Regions from separate parts of the Mus musculus genome. Here region 2 is linked to region 1. A link is a contact called in public HiChIP or PLAC-seq data. All regions are on one chromosome and are shown on one strand. The core of a region is the stretch at or near the end of the contact, and the rest is flanking DNA. Distances in the headings are between cores, read along the strand shown. Region 1 overlaps Tbc1d16 (TBC1 domain family, member 16). Region 2 holds the start of Rptoros (regulatory associated protein of MTOR, complex 1, opposite strand).

Region 1 (6,300 bases), core at 1,112-3,611:
CTGTTGGCTATGGGAACCGCTATGTGTCGTGTCATGTCACATGGAGAGGACTGTGGGTCTTAGGTTTGGGGATTAGAGATGCTGAGCCTGGTGCTGGGACTGTGTAGCCTCTTTGGACTGGTTTCTTTCACAGAGATAGATAGACCCAGAAGGCTCCTTCACGCATTTCGAGTGCCTTTGCTGAGTGACCTCCCTCATCTGGAGCAATCTGAGTCTGTCCACTTAGCTGTTCTTAATTCTGGCATGAATAAGCTGCTGTAGGCATCCATGTTCAGGCTTCTGGCGTGTCAGAATGCATAAAATGTGTATGTATGCATGATACATGTGTGTCACATTCATGTCTGAGGGCACATGTGTGTGGGTCATGCGTGGCAGTCAGAGGACACCTGCAGTGTTGGTCTTGTCTTCCACTTCACTGAGGCACATCCTCTCCTGTTCCTGCTGCGTTGCATACCCAAGGCTGTTTGGTTTGAGAGTTCTGGGAGGTTCTGTCTCTTGTCTTCTTAAGTGAGTTCTGGTGCTCTGAGCTCATGGCGTCAGGCTTTGCCTGACAAACGCCTTAACCCACCGAGCCATTTCCCAGGCCTAAGCTATGTATTTTTAAAAACAATTTCAGGTTTTTAGAAAAAAAAATGAGAACATCCAGAAAGAACTGTTTGTAGTTGTATAACTCCCCCCCTCCCCTTAGATAGCAGACTTTACCACCTTAACCATTTCTAAGCTTAGGTCTCAGGGCTTGAGCTTGCTCTCAGGGTTCAGTGACCACTGCAGAATTGGCCGCAGGCTGAAGCCCGAGTTCCACCTGCTCCTCCCTTCTTGCACCTGCTTCTTACTGAAATCCCACCCAGCCAGCTCCCAGACTTGCTGCCCACCCTTCTCTCTCTTCCCATGCTCCTCTCTGTTTTTATACCCTTTGGCCATTAGGGCTGAGTGGAGACCCTGGCACTGCTCTCTTGCAACATCAGACACCAACCGTAGGTTCACCCCTGCCTTGGGGACTTGGTGCTCCTGTTGGGGACTCCCTCTGGAGTCTTCCCGCACCCCTCTACTTGTGGAACTGAGCACACGTGATATGTGGAGGAGCTCGGTGTCTGACCAGGATCCTGGAAATATAATGTGAGGCTGCGTGCTAACCCACTCTGACTCCTGCTGGCCTGCTGCCATGTTCCTGCCCTGCTGCCACCTGGCAGGCTTCCCCGTGACAAATGGGTAAGAGGCCAGGGCACAGGATGCTGGTGGATCCTGTAGGCTGTTTTAGGCTGGTGGACTTGGGGAGGAGGGATTGGGACTGTGTGGTGGACAGAACCTTTGCCCCTAACCTCCAGTGGGCCTGCTCTCCGATGACAGGAAAGGCAGGTGGGAAGAAGGGCTCACTTGACCCCACCCCCAGTTCCGTCAGCCACTGCCACAGCAGTAGGAAGCTCAGATCTATGAGGGCCCCTTTAGCAGGGAACAGCTGCATCCTGAAGAGGTGGGGAGCCAGGGTGACTTGACCTTGGCGTCCAAGGGAATAATTCAATTATGGATAGGGTCCTAGTTTTCCCAGAGGGCCTCTAGATCACCAAAGACCGGAGGCTGTTCTTTGTCCCTGCTTTCTTGTTTGTGTAGAGGAGCCTATGACATCACAGATCAGCCTCTGTCTGGTCCCTGGCTTGGGAGGACACACCAAGGGACAATAGAGGATAGATACCCAACCAAGCCCTGTTTATGGGACAGGCAGGGTTTGCCATGACAGTAGGGGCTGTGGCGAGAAGCCAGAGCTTGGGTAAGGAGGGCTGCACTGTGAGACATGGCTGCCCAGCTGCACAAGTACCCTACAGAGTCTACAGTGTGCTTGGAGACAGCCCGGGAACACTAGCTCTGATCACCCAGTGCCGCTTGGACAGACGAACGCTGGGCTGCTGAGTGGGGAGCTCCCCAACCCCCACTCTTCATGCTCACGGTGTCCAGCAAGCGTTTCGAGGCGGAGCTGGAAACCTGGGCAGCTGACGTGTCTTTATTTGTGCAGCTGGAGAGGGATCAGAACAGATAAGAGCTCTGGGGGTGTGGTGTGTGCGGCACGCAGCGCGTGTGTGCCTCCGGTATTCGTGACCTGTGTGCCGCAGAGCTAGGTCTTGGGGGCTCCCTGCACATACAGAGAGGTTGGAGACCCCCACCCGCAGTGTTGATTGAGGACTGCCATTCTGTCCAGACTGGCCCTGGTGTGGTGCTGGCCACCCAGGCTGCTGAGTGTTGCCTGCCCTGCTCAGCTCTCTTTCTCTGGGTTCCTGCCAGCAGTTTTCCCCAGCTGGGGTTAGGGATGACTTATGGGCCCTGAGCAGAAAATTACTGTCAGAGCCAGAACCCCAGAGACAGGACCTAGGCAGGGCTTTGCTGGCTGCTGTGCCTCTCATTTGCTCTCCTCACCACAGGGTGGCAGGTATGGCAGCCAACACAGCAGAAGCCTTGGTGTGAGCAGGGAGCTGGGAAGAGACACTCAGAGAGGGCAAGGGAACAATCCTCACAGCCCCTCCCTCCCCACTGCCCCCTCCCCACAGCCCCTCCCTCCCCACTGCCCCCTCCCCACAGCCCCTCCCCCCCCACTGCCCCCTCCCCACAGCCCCTCCCTCCCCACTGCCCCCTCCCCACAGCCCCTCCCTCCCCACTGCCCCCTCCCCACAGCCCCTCCCTCCCCACAAACCCAGCTCACCCCTTCCCTGGGCAAGCTCTGGCCCTAGCTGGTTAGGGAAGAGCCCTGGGGTGGACCTGGAGTTCTAAATAGCTTCAGTCACTTCCCATAGCAGCAGAAGCAGGGTGTGTGTGCCTGGGGTTCCTGGTGAAGTCTCAGAGCCTGTATCTAGGGGAGGAGGCTGCTTGCAGGAGGCTCACTCTCAAGGCTTTGGAAACAAGCTGTGGTTTGCAGAAGGGTAAGGCCATATGCACCCGGCGAGAACTTCTGGGCTGGGTAACAGTCTCCCAGAGTCCTGCTGTTTCTGATTGGAGATGGGTTGTGTGTTGTTATGCGTCATTCATGGGTTTATTCATATGGTGGTGGTGACGGTGTAGAGAGGAGGCTAGTGGAGCTCCTGACCCCCTGCCTCTCCCTGAACTGCGCCTGTGACGACTTGAACCATTGGAGCGGTGGTAGTGAGATCCCTGGATCCTATGTGTGAATGCATACGTGTTCCTCAGGTGTGCAGCATGGATATGTCTGAAGGGCACCGATGAGAACATGGAACGTGTAGGTCCAGGGCCACAGCTAAGGGCCCCAAATATCTCAGCATTATGAAGTTATCGTTGATTTGCCCCTTTTTATCATTCACCCATAAAAACATTCACAGTAATAAAACCGCTATACATGTACACTCTAAACTGGAGGACAGTCAGCTCCCAGGCTTTGCCAGGTAGATATATGATAGATGAAAAGTGGCTCTTTGAACATTAAAGATATAAGAAAAAGCAAGATAAAAGATGAACTGCGCGGTTTGTGGCTTGAGGAGAATTCCGGGAACATGAAAAGAAGTCAGGAGTCGCAGAGACAGGCTCCCATCCATTTAGAAGTAAACGGGGGACTTCTGTCCTTCAGAGTAGGCGGTTCGTGGCAAACACCGGTAAGGTGGTGCCCAGCACAGGGTCCAACAGTCCTAGTCCGCTCTCTTTCTGTGTCGAAGACCATGACCAAAAAGGAAAGGGTTAATTTCCACTTCCACACACCTTTCAAAGTCAGGGCAGCAAATGCTTCCTGGCTGGCTCCTCCTGACTTGCTCGGTTTGCTTTCTTAGACCTGGAGGTAGCACCGCCCACCATGACCCTCCCACGCCAATCAATCAAGAAGACACGCCCACAGACATGCCCACAGGCCAATCTGACAGAGGCGGATTTTCCAGACACGCTAGGTTGGAGAAAGGTGACCAGAACTAAACAACCGAGGCAGGAGGATCTCGGACTCAAGGGCTGGTGATACACACAGCAGTAGAGCTGAGTGCGAAGTCCTGTGTGGGCTCGCCAGCAGCCCACACATGGAGCAAAGGGAAAGCTTACTTAGCATTTCTAGTGTTTGGCTTCCTGGGTTGCCCTAAGAAGTTAATATACAAGGAGGCCTCGGGCAGTAAGCGTTTATTCCTCCGTAGCTTTGGAAGCTAGAAACCCAAGGCCAAGGTGCTGGCCTGTTTTTCCCTTCTGAGGCTGTGAGGGGAATGACCCCTTGACTCATCTCCCGGGCCTGGAGATGGCTGTCTGCCAAGCCAATAGCTATGAAGGTGTGCCTGCCTCCAAATCCTTTCTTTTTCGGAGAGCCTCAGCCGTCCTGGATTGAACACCAGTGACCCCGATAGCTTGAATTCCTCTTGAGATAGCGCTGAATGCTGAGCTGGGGGTTAGGACTACAACATATGGGACTTGGGGAACGTGTCCAATCCATGAGGCCAGGCAGTGTGTTTGTGATGTAAGCAAAAGGAAGATACAATTCCAGTGGGTGGGATTTTACACTTTTAAATTTCTGTATTTTTAGACTGGATATAGAAGATGCAAACGTAGTTTGGATCATGCTATTTAAGAAAACGTGTCCATACATCTTCCTTTGTTCTTCCCCGTCCCCCTCTTTTCTTCTCTTTCTCATTCTCTTCTTTTGCAGACAGAGTCTCACTTACCCCAGGCTAGCCTTAACTCGCAATGTAGACTTTAGGTCTTTCTGCCTCCGCCTCCCAGCGATCTCTAGGATTGCAGGCGCGCGCAGCCATGCAGGGCTTACGTCATGCTAGGTGTGGAGCCCCGGGCTTTGCGTGCTTTTGGCAGACGCTCTACCCACTGAGCCACACCTCAGCCCATCATAACTTTCTTGAACCTATTGCTAGAGATCAAAGTAGAACTTTTACCTTCTAGGCAAGTATTTTACCACTGAGACACCGTAGCCCAAACATTGTTATAAAAAGTTTTATTACGTTATGTGTGAGTGTGTGTGTGTGTGTGTGTGTGTGTGTGTGTGCATGCACATACACAATGGTGGGTGTATGGAAGTCAGACGTCAGTTTTTCAGATCAGTCCTCTCTTTCTACCCCGTGGGTCCCAGGGATCTGACTTAGGTCATCAGGTTTGGCCACAGGTGCCTTTACCTGCTGAACCTTCTAGTTGACCTCCCACCACACCCTCGCCCCCAGCCAGGTCTTATACAGCCTAGGCTGGCCTTGAACTCACAGCCCTCCTACTTGTTCTTCCAGATGCAGACTTCAGGCAGATGTTAGCTCACCCAGTGCAGGGGAAAAAAGGGTTTTAGAGTTGAAAACAGACCTAGAATTACATCCGCCCAGTGTGATGGAAACCAGACACCAGGCGGCAGGTTTAATTTAGATGAAAGAGGCAAAAAGCAAATCCATTTTGAAAATAAGAATTGTCTTACCAGAGTAAATGACCCTGGCTAATAGGGAACAGATTTGCCCCGGCTTGTCCAGAAGCAGCCAGGGCTCTCTAGAACATCGCGGGAGGAAGGCTGTCTGCACACCCATCCATCCTAGCATGGAGAAGCAGGAGTGCCCACACAGAGGATGAGGGCCTCCCATATTCCGTGTCTCTTCCTCCCATGTGGCTTTGGATGCCTGTGTTATTAAACGAACAGCAGCAGGATGCACCTCACAGCCGCCGCCCGGCTTTTGGAATCTCCCCCCAAACTTCCAGCACATTTTTTTGATTATCCTCAGTGTGGCTAAACAGTGCCGCTGAGGATGCTCTTGGTTTTCGGAAGCAGATGAGGGCTGTTGGCAGCCAAGCCTGGCGCTGATGCAGTTCTCTAACTGATGTGGGGAATGAGAGGCTCAGAGGAGGCTGCGCATGCCTCTGCAGCCACTGTGGAGGCCACCCCCACGCCCACGCCCACGCCCACGCCCACGCCCGCGGCAGCCATGGGCACCCCTGGGAGCAGGCAGAGACTGCTACAACACACCAGACTGACGAATGTAAAAAGTCTCACTGCTAAATTTTTAAAAAAAATTTTAATGGTATGTTTTAAGAGCACTGGCTACTCTAACAGAGGTCCTGAGTTCAATTCCCAGCAACCACATGGGGGCTCACAACCATCTGTAATGGGATCCGATGCCCTCTTCTGGTGTGTCTGAAGAGATTGACAGTGTACTTGAATGCATAAGAATAAGTCTTTTTAAAAAATTAATTTCGGGCTGGAGAGATGGCTCAATGGTTAAGAGCATTGACTGCTCTTCCAGGGGTCCTGAGTTCAATTTCCAGCAACCACATGGTGGCTCACAACTATCAGTAATGGGATCTGATGCCCTCTTCTAGTGTGTCTGAAGACAGTTACAGTGTATTCATATA
Region 2 (6,249 bases), core at 2,624-5,123, 620 kb before region 1:
CTAAGTCAAGGACTGGCTTTACCTGAGTGGCGGTCACTGACAGGAGTCCTTCTCAGGCTGCTAGCAGCAGAGCTGGCCTGTCTTGTGCTGTTTCAAGTGTATCTCTAGGGTATACTGTACTGAGCTGACCCCACACCCTGATTTTTCTCATGGAGGGTTCCTTGCTCTTCTTACAGTTCCCGAGACTCTCCCTGCAGGTACCCTGAGCACTGTCATCAGAGTTCTAGGAACTGAACTCAGATGCTCTGGGACAACAGCCAAGGTGCCCATACTGGTGAGCCTGGATCAGCTTCTCAGGGAACTGCTGCCTTCAGTTTGACTGCTTGCCTACTGAACTGTTGTTTATTTTGATTTCTAGGAGCTCTTTATGCATGAGGGAACACATTATATTATTTTTTTAGTTGTGATGTATTTTTGAATATTTCTCTATATAAAATTTATTTATATTCAAGTAAGTTTCTTTGCAAAGGCATCTAAATTTGGAATTGTAGGTTAAAAAGCTCAATAGCCCCCAGGTTAAAATAGAATCTATCTGGTTTCTCATCTATTTTTTTAAAAAAATCATTTATTTTTACTTGATGTGAATTAGTGTTTTGCCTGTATGTATGTATGTGTGAGGGTGTCGGATCCCCTGGAACTGCAGTTTTAGGCTGGTATGGACTGCCATGTGGGTGCTGGGAATTGAAACCAAATTCTCTGCAAGAGCAGCCAGTGCTCTTAACCACTCAGCCCTCTCTCTAGTCCCTCTTCTAAGGATCTTATGATTTTGCCTTTTATGTTTAAAGAAGCTATCTCTTTAACTTAAATTCTATTGTCCAAAGTGTACAATTAATCTCTATCATGCAGTTTTCTGTCTGTGTGATAAATTAAATACTTTATACACTGAATGTAAAAGACAGAATGGTGGGCTGGATAAGGTGACAGGAGGATCTGTGAGTTCAAGGCCAGCTTAGTTTAAATAGGGAGTTCCAGGACAGCCAGGGCTTTACAGAGAGAGACAAGACAAGACAAGACAAGACAAGACAAGACAAGACAAGACAAGACAAAAACTAAAATGTTTATTCTAAATGTTGTTTTGGGTCTCTGGCTGCCTGCCTGCCTGCCTGCTGCTTTTGAGCACATGGTGAGGTTCTAGATCAGGGTGGGGAAGGTGGAAGCAGTCACTCACCTCACGGCAGCAAGGAATCAGAGAAAACAGGGGGGTGACGTGGCTATTACACCTTCAAAGACCTAAGAGCCCCACCCACTCCACTCCACCCCTATAGTTGCAGACTACTTTCCTCCAGTCCAAGTCTTTCCCAGTCACTTGAGATCCAAACAGCAGCAGCCTCTAGCTTTTCTACCATCACAGCTGAAGAACTGCAAAGCTGAGGTGCTGCCACTAACATTCACAGACTGCACTGGGGGGCTGCTTCTGCAGTGCTCACCAGTCCACGAGTCTGTCTGAGGCCCGGTACATCACTGAAGATCCATGGTTAGTTGTGGTCTAGGAGGACAGGGTCTCTACCACTCTCCTTCCTAGCCAGGGCTCCCTGCCTCTTCTTTTTATTTCTCCATATCAAGCTGAGATTGTGTCTAGTTCCAGAAAAAAAAGCCTGTTGGTAATTTTACTAGGATTATATTAAAGTTATAAATTAACCGAGAGAACACTGACATGTTTATGACACAGAATCCTACTGCAAGAGAGCAGGGTGTGTTCTTATCTGCTGAAGGTGACTGTGTGTCTCTCAGGAATGGTTTAAGGTATTGTTTGTGGCGGCTTTCCCCATCTCACAGTAGATTATCCCTGGATTTATGACCTTACCGCACACAGGCTGCTCTTCCTGTCTAATCTTCTAGCTGCTGTCACTTCAGCTTCTGTATTAAGGCTTCTATCTCACTAAGTTCTTTTATTGGTATTAATAGAGCCTTTGGGTTTTTTAGACATAAACTTACCCTACCCACACACACAGAATTGGGGCTGGAAGTCACTTGTTTCCTAGAACTCAGTTCAACTCCTTGAATGACTTCTGTTATGTAGGCCTTACCCTGTCTCTGAGTGCCCCACAGAGCTGTGTCGGTGGCACTGAGATCACAATCCCATTTCTTCTAAGACAGAATCTTGCTATGCAGCCCTGGTTGGTCTGGAACTCACTAAGTACAGCAGGCTGGCCTCAAACTCAGAATTTGCCTTCTATCTTGAGTGCTGGGATTAAAGATAGGCCTAGGTTGTTGTTATTGTGTGCCACATATGATGTATGTATGAGCTCACATGCATGGCATGCCTGTGGAGGTCAGAGGTCAACTCAGTAGAGTTGGTTCTCTCACTGCACATTTACGTGGGTCTCAGGGATTAAACTCAAGCTGCAGGCTTGTCCAAGAAGCACCTTTGCCCACTGAGCCATCTCACCAGCCTTCAAAATTATTCCCAGCTGGTGTTCAGAGGTGACGACTGCATCCTTTTGAGAAGGACATTCAAAATGTCCTTCTCTTCCTTCACCGGTTTGACAGTCCAGCTTGCTGTCCCCAGTCCACATGCCACCTCTGGACCCCAGTGGCTTTGTTTGCTGCTACTCAGCCTCTTCCATGGAGAGGAGCACCCGAGTCTCCCAGGCTCTGCCTTACAGTCAGGCCGGTCAGAAAAGCTCTTCTTTCTGTATAGACTGACAGACGGGGATTGGCCATTTGTATTTCTTTCCCTCTTGGCTACACTCACAGGACAAACCCTCCATGTCACAAGTGGTTATGATCTCTGAGGTAGCATACATGACCACATAGTGACAGTGATGTATGCTGCTCATGATGTGTATCTGCACTGGGGAGAAATGTCGCCATGTAGATACACTTGTAGCCACTGCTGAAAACACCTTCACATGGTATTCTATCTTACCAGACAGTGAGACAGTACCCAGAACCCATTTACACAGTACATAGCTTTGCTGACTGGCTTACACAAAACAAAGGTTTCTGCAAACACATATCCCTAACATGTCCCTTCCCTTCACTGGTTTTCTGCAGACTATAACCTATACTTGAGTCATAAGAGACCCTCAAAGCATCAAATTATATGAATGAGGTGGCAGGGAGAGAGGAAGAGAAAACATTTATAAGTTTTTCCTGTGAGCATGTTCCTGACTCCTGCTCATCAGATGTGGCTCTCAGTGACCGGGAGGAAGACTCTGCCCAGTCAGAGCTAGGAGACCCCCCCCCCCCCATCTGAAAGACTGTTTCTAGGAACATGGCTTCCTCACAGAGAAGGGAGACTAGAAAAACTTAGAAGTATAAAACTAAATTCATCCCAAACACAGAGACTTAGAACAGCCTGATAGTTTGAATGGAAAATGTCCTTCAGAGGTTCATGCATTTGAACACGTGGTCCCTGGCTCATGGTGCTCTTAGGGGAGGTCATAAAGCTTCAGAAAGTAGAGCCTTGAAGCGGGAGAAGTATGTTGTTGGGGTGGGTTTTGATATTATAGCCTTGCCCATTTCTGGTTTGCTGTCAGTGATCTGTGTTTATGGCAGCTGTGATCTGAGCCTCTGCTCTGCCTCCTTTGCCTCCTCTGCCTCCCACTCCTCTGTTGTCTTACTCTGGAACTGTGAGCCAAAATAAACTTTGTCACTGCTGGTCCCAGTATGTAACCACGGCAACAGAAGAGTAACGAATACAACGTCTAAGTACATAATGAAAACAAAGCAACGGATACAAAGTCTAAGTACACAAAGAAAACAAACAACCCCCATACCCACATCTGGGTCCGGAACAGAACAGGTGAAGGAACAAAGCAGTGTTTGCAGTAATCGCTGGGGCTGGGAGTCATGACTTTGAAGGAAGAAGCACGCTAACACAAACGGCAAAGCACGTGTGAGAAGGGGGCTCATCTGTCTTCCACCCCAAGCCTCTCACTACCGCAACCCAAGTGCAGGTGTGCAGAGCCAAGGGGCCTCCTCATGCTGCCATGGACATCAGAGGTACAGAGGGTTGAGGGAGAAAGGGGGAGGGTTGATTTGGAGGAGCTGAAGCCCCTCCCAGGGAGAGTGGACAGAGAAACCCTGTGGTGCACCAGAATGGTGCAGCTGGTTAAGGTAAGGCACCAACCGGCACAGGAACACAGGTCTCACTGTGTCCACTGAGGTGCCTCAGACACAGGAAACTGGGGCGGGCTCCACTGTCACCTCAGATTTCTGTAAACCTAGAGCTATCCCCCAAAGCAAAGCTTAGCAGGCAGGAAGCACGGGTATCTAGATAGAGGCAGTCTGCATTCCTCCTAGAGCAGCCCCACGGTGGGCCAGCAGAACAGGGAGGATGCTCAACAATGCCTGACCCATAGAGAAGAGGCCGACATTGAACTCTCTTCCAACTGAGCTTTGTGTACGTGAAGAGGCAAAATGCGGAGCAAGAGAGGTTAGGCTGAGTACCTGATCAAATTTATTCAGAGAAGAATCTGTTTGCGGAGGAACCAGACACTGGGAAGCTGCAAAGGATACACAGGTTGTAGGGGCCGAAGAAAAAAATCCCACCTCCTTCCCTGTTGTCTTTGTCCATGGAAGCTCTTCCTGTGGTATGCCTGTTTGTATGCCTGACTTTGGATTATCCCATCAATACCAATTCAGAGTGTTTTCCCACATTCCTTGACATTGTGCCCTTGATGTTCCCCAGTGGTGCTATAAATAAAACTTTATTAACTGTAATTTGGAAGGTCTGCCTGAATTGCACATTAATTCTGTCTATGAAAAAAACCCTCAATTAGCTGGAACCCAGCTTACACCAGTCCTTAATTAACTGCCTCCCTCCCTTATTCTTGTTAATTAGCAGAGAGACAGATGATAACAACAACTTGGGAAACTTATTAAAACCAAGCAAGCATGTCCTTTCTCACACTTGGATCTTAGCTTCAAGTTTCTGGGGTTGTGTGTTTAATTTGGAGTGTCAGGAAACTAGAAAGAACCCACAAGATGGGGGAGTGAACAAGCCCTTAGTGGGGCAAAGGGATAAAGACCACATATTATATAATAGCACAGAATACTAACCTACTCTTACCTTGATCTAACATTGGCTTCTGGCCTCTGTATACATGTGCACCCTGCCCCGAAATATTGTTAACAAAAAGGACATTTTCTTCCATAACCACAAATCCATTCTCTGGGAATTCTCAGGGACAGTACTATGCTCAGATTCAACTACATGTCACAGCCTCTGGCTTTGGTCTAGGTTCAGTTCCAGGGCAGTGTTAGGTCACCTCGCAGCATCAGTCTTAATGAAGAATAGCAAGCCCACTTTCTGATTGAAAATCAAGGTGGAAACAGAACAGGTCACTGTCAATATCCACACCATTGTCTATAAGATGCCAAGACATGGCACAGACTTACAGCTCAGACCCCAAAACCCAGGCACATGCGTGTTGTGAGGCTACCACCATCGAGGGTGAATCTAGCTCCTGCATGTTCGTGTCCTTTGTAAATCCTGCCCCTTCCTTGCCTGCCCCAATAGTTGATCTGCCTGCCCTGACTACAGACAAGCTCACACCTTCTGCAGTTTTAAACACACAGAGTCACACAGTACACAGCTCCATTACTGGCATTTTTCAAGTGGCACTGTTTTTGTTTGTTTTTAAGCTGCTGATTAGCATGTATGGAAAAGCTGACATATTTGCCTCTTAGTGTCCATTTGGACTACTTCCAGCTTCAAACTATTAGAACAGAGCTTGGTGTGGTGACCTGCTCCTGTGACCCAGTCCCTGAGAGACTGAAGACTGTAACAGTCTCAATGCCAGCTCCCAGCTTCCAAGAGAGTCACTCTAGATGTCATGATACAAGTCTGTGTGACAAGTGAGAACTCAGAACAGAGCTGCTGGACGAGGGTATTTGGGTCAAGCCTGATAGCTGGAGTTGGAGCCCTGGCTTTAGGGTTAGGGGACATAATAGAGAATTGATGCTGCAGGCTGTCTTCTTACCTTAAAGAAATAGTTGAAATTTTGAAAGGGTTCTGTACTATGTGGACACATGACTTGAAACTATTTTTCTCACCTATGGCCTGTCTGTCCATGTTAATGTTGTCTGCAGAGAGAAGATATTTTCATCTTGATAAAGACCATTCATTAAGTTACTTTGTGGTTTTGCATAATATTGAGATTATATGACTTTTTCTTCTTTTGTTAATAGAACTTTTAATCGTTGTCTTAGTTTCCTTTCTGATGCTGTGACTAAACACTCTGACAAAGCAATGTATGGGAAAGGATTTGTTTGGCTTACAATCTCAGGGTGCAATCTATT

Evidence for each region. HiChIP or PLAC-seq counts read pairs in DNA pulled down with a chosen protein or histone mark.
Region 2: a contact with region 1 is called in a FOXA1 HiChIP or PLAC-seq map of pancreatic cancer cells. The contact joins the promoter of Rptoros here to the enhancer-like site in region 1. A contact is called at or near these places in 3 of 39 promoter capture datasets (hippocampal neurons, liver and stem cell-derived epiblast-like cells) and 2 of 115 datasets of contacts at active chromatin or transcription factors (pancreatic cancer cells and stem cell-derived neural progenitor cells).

What each region holds. Positions count from the first base shown.
Region 1 is chr11:119,211,217-119,217,516 of GRCm38.p6, reverse strand. All of the region lies in intron 1 of Tbc1d16 (TBC1 domain family, member 16), which reads left to right. Among named protein-coding and RNA genes, the nearest start is that of Tbc1d16, 14 kb to the left of the region's middle. Within about 2 kb of position 2,361, at least 191 of the 459 cell types and tissues checked have an H3K27ac peak or open chromatin away from gene starts, as enhancers often do. A contact at or near this core is called in liver and pancreatic cancer cells, where this site is marked.
Region 2 is chr11:119,831,989-119,838,237 of GRCm38.p6, reverse strand. It overlaps Rptoros (regulatory associated protein of MTOR, complex 1, opposite strand), which reads left to right and starts at 3,873. Exons shown (of 3, transcript NR_045313.1): 1 at 3,873-3,948. The region is part of intron 13 of Rptor (regulatory associated protein of MTOR, complex 1); the gene reads right to left.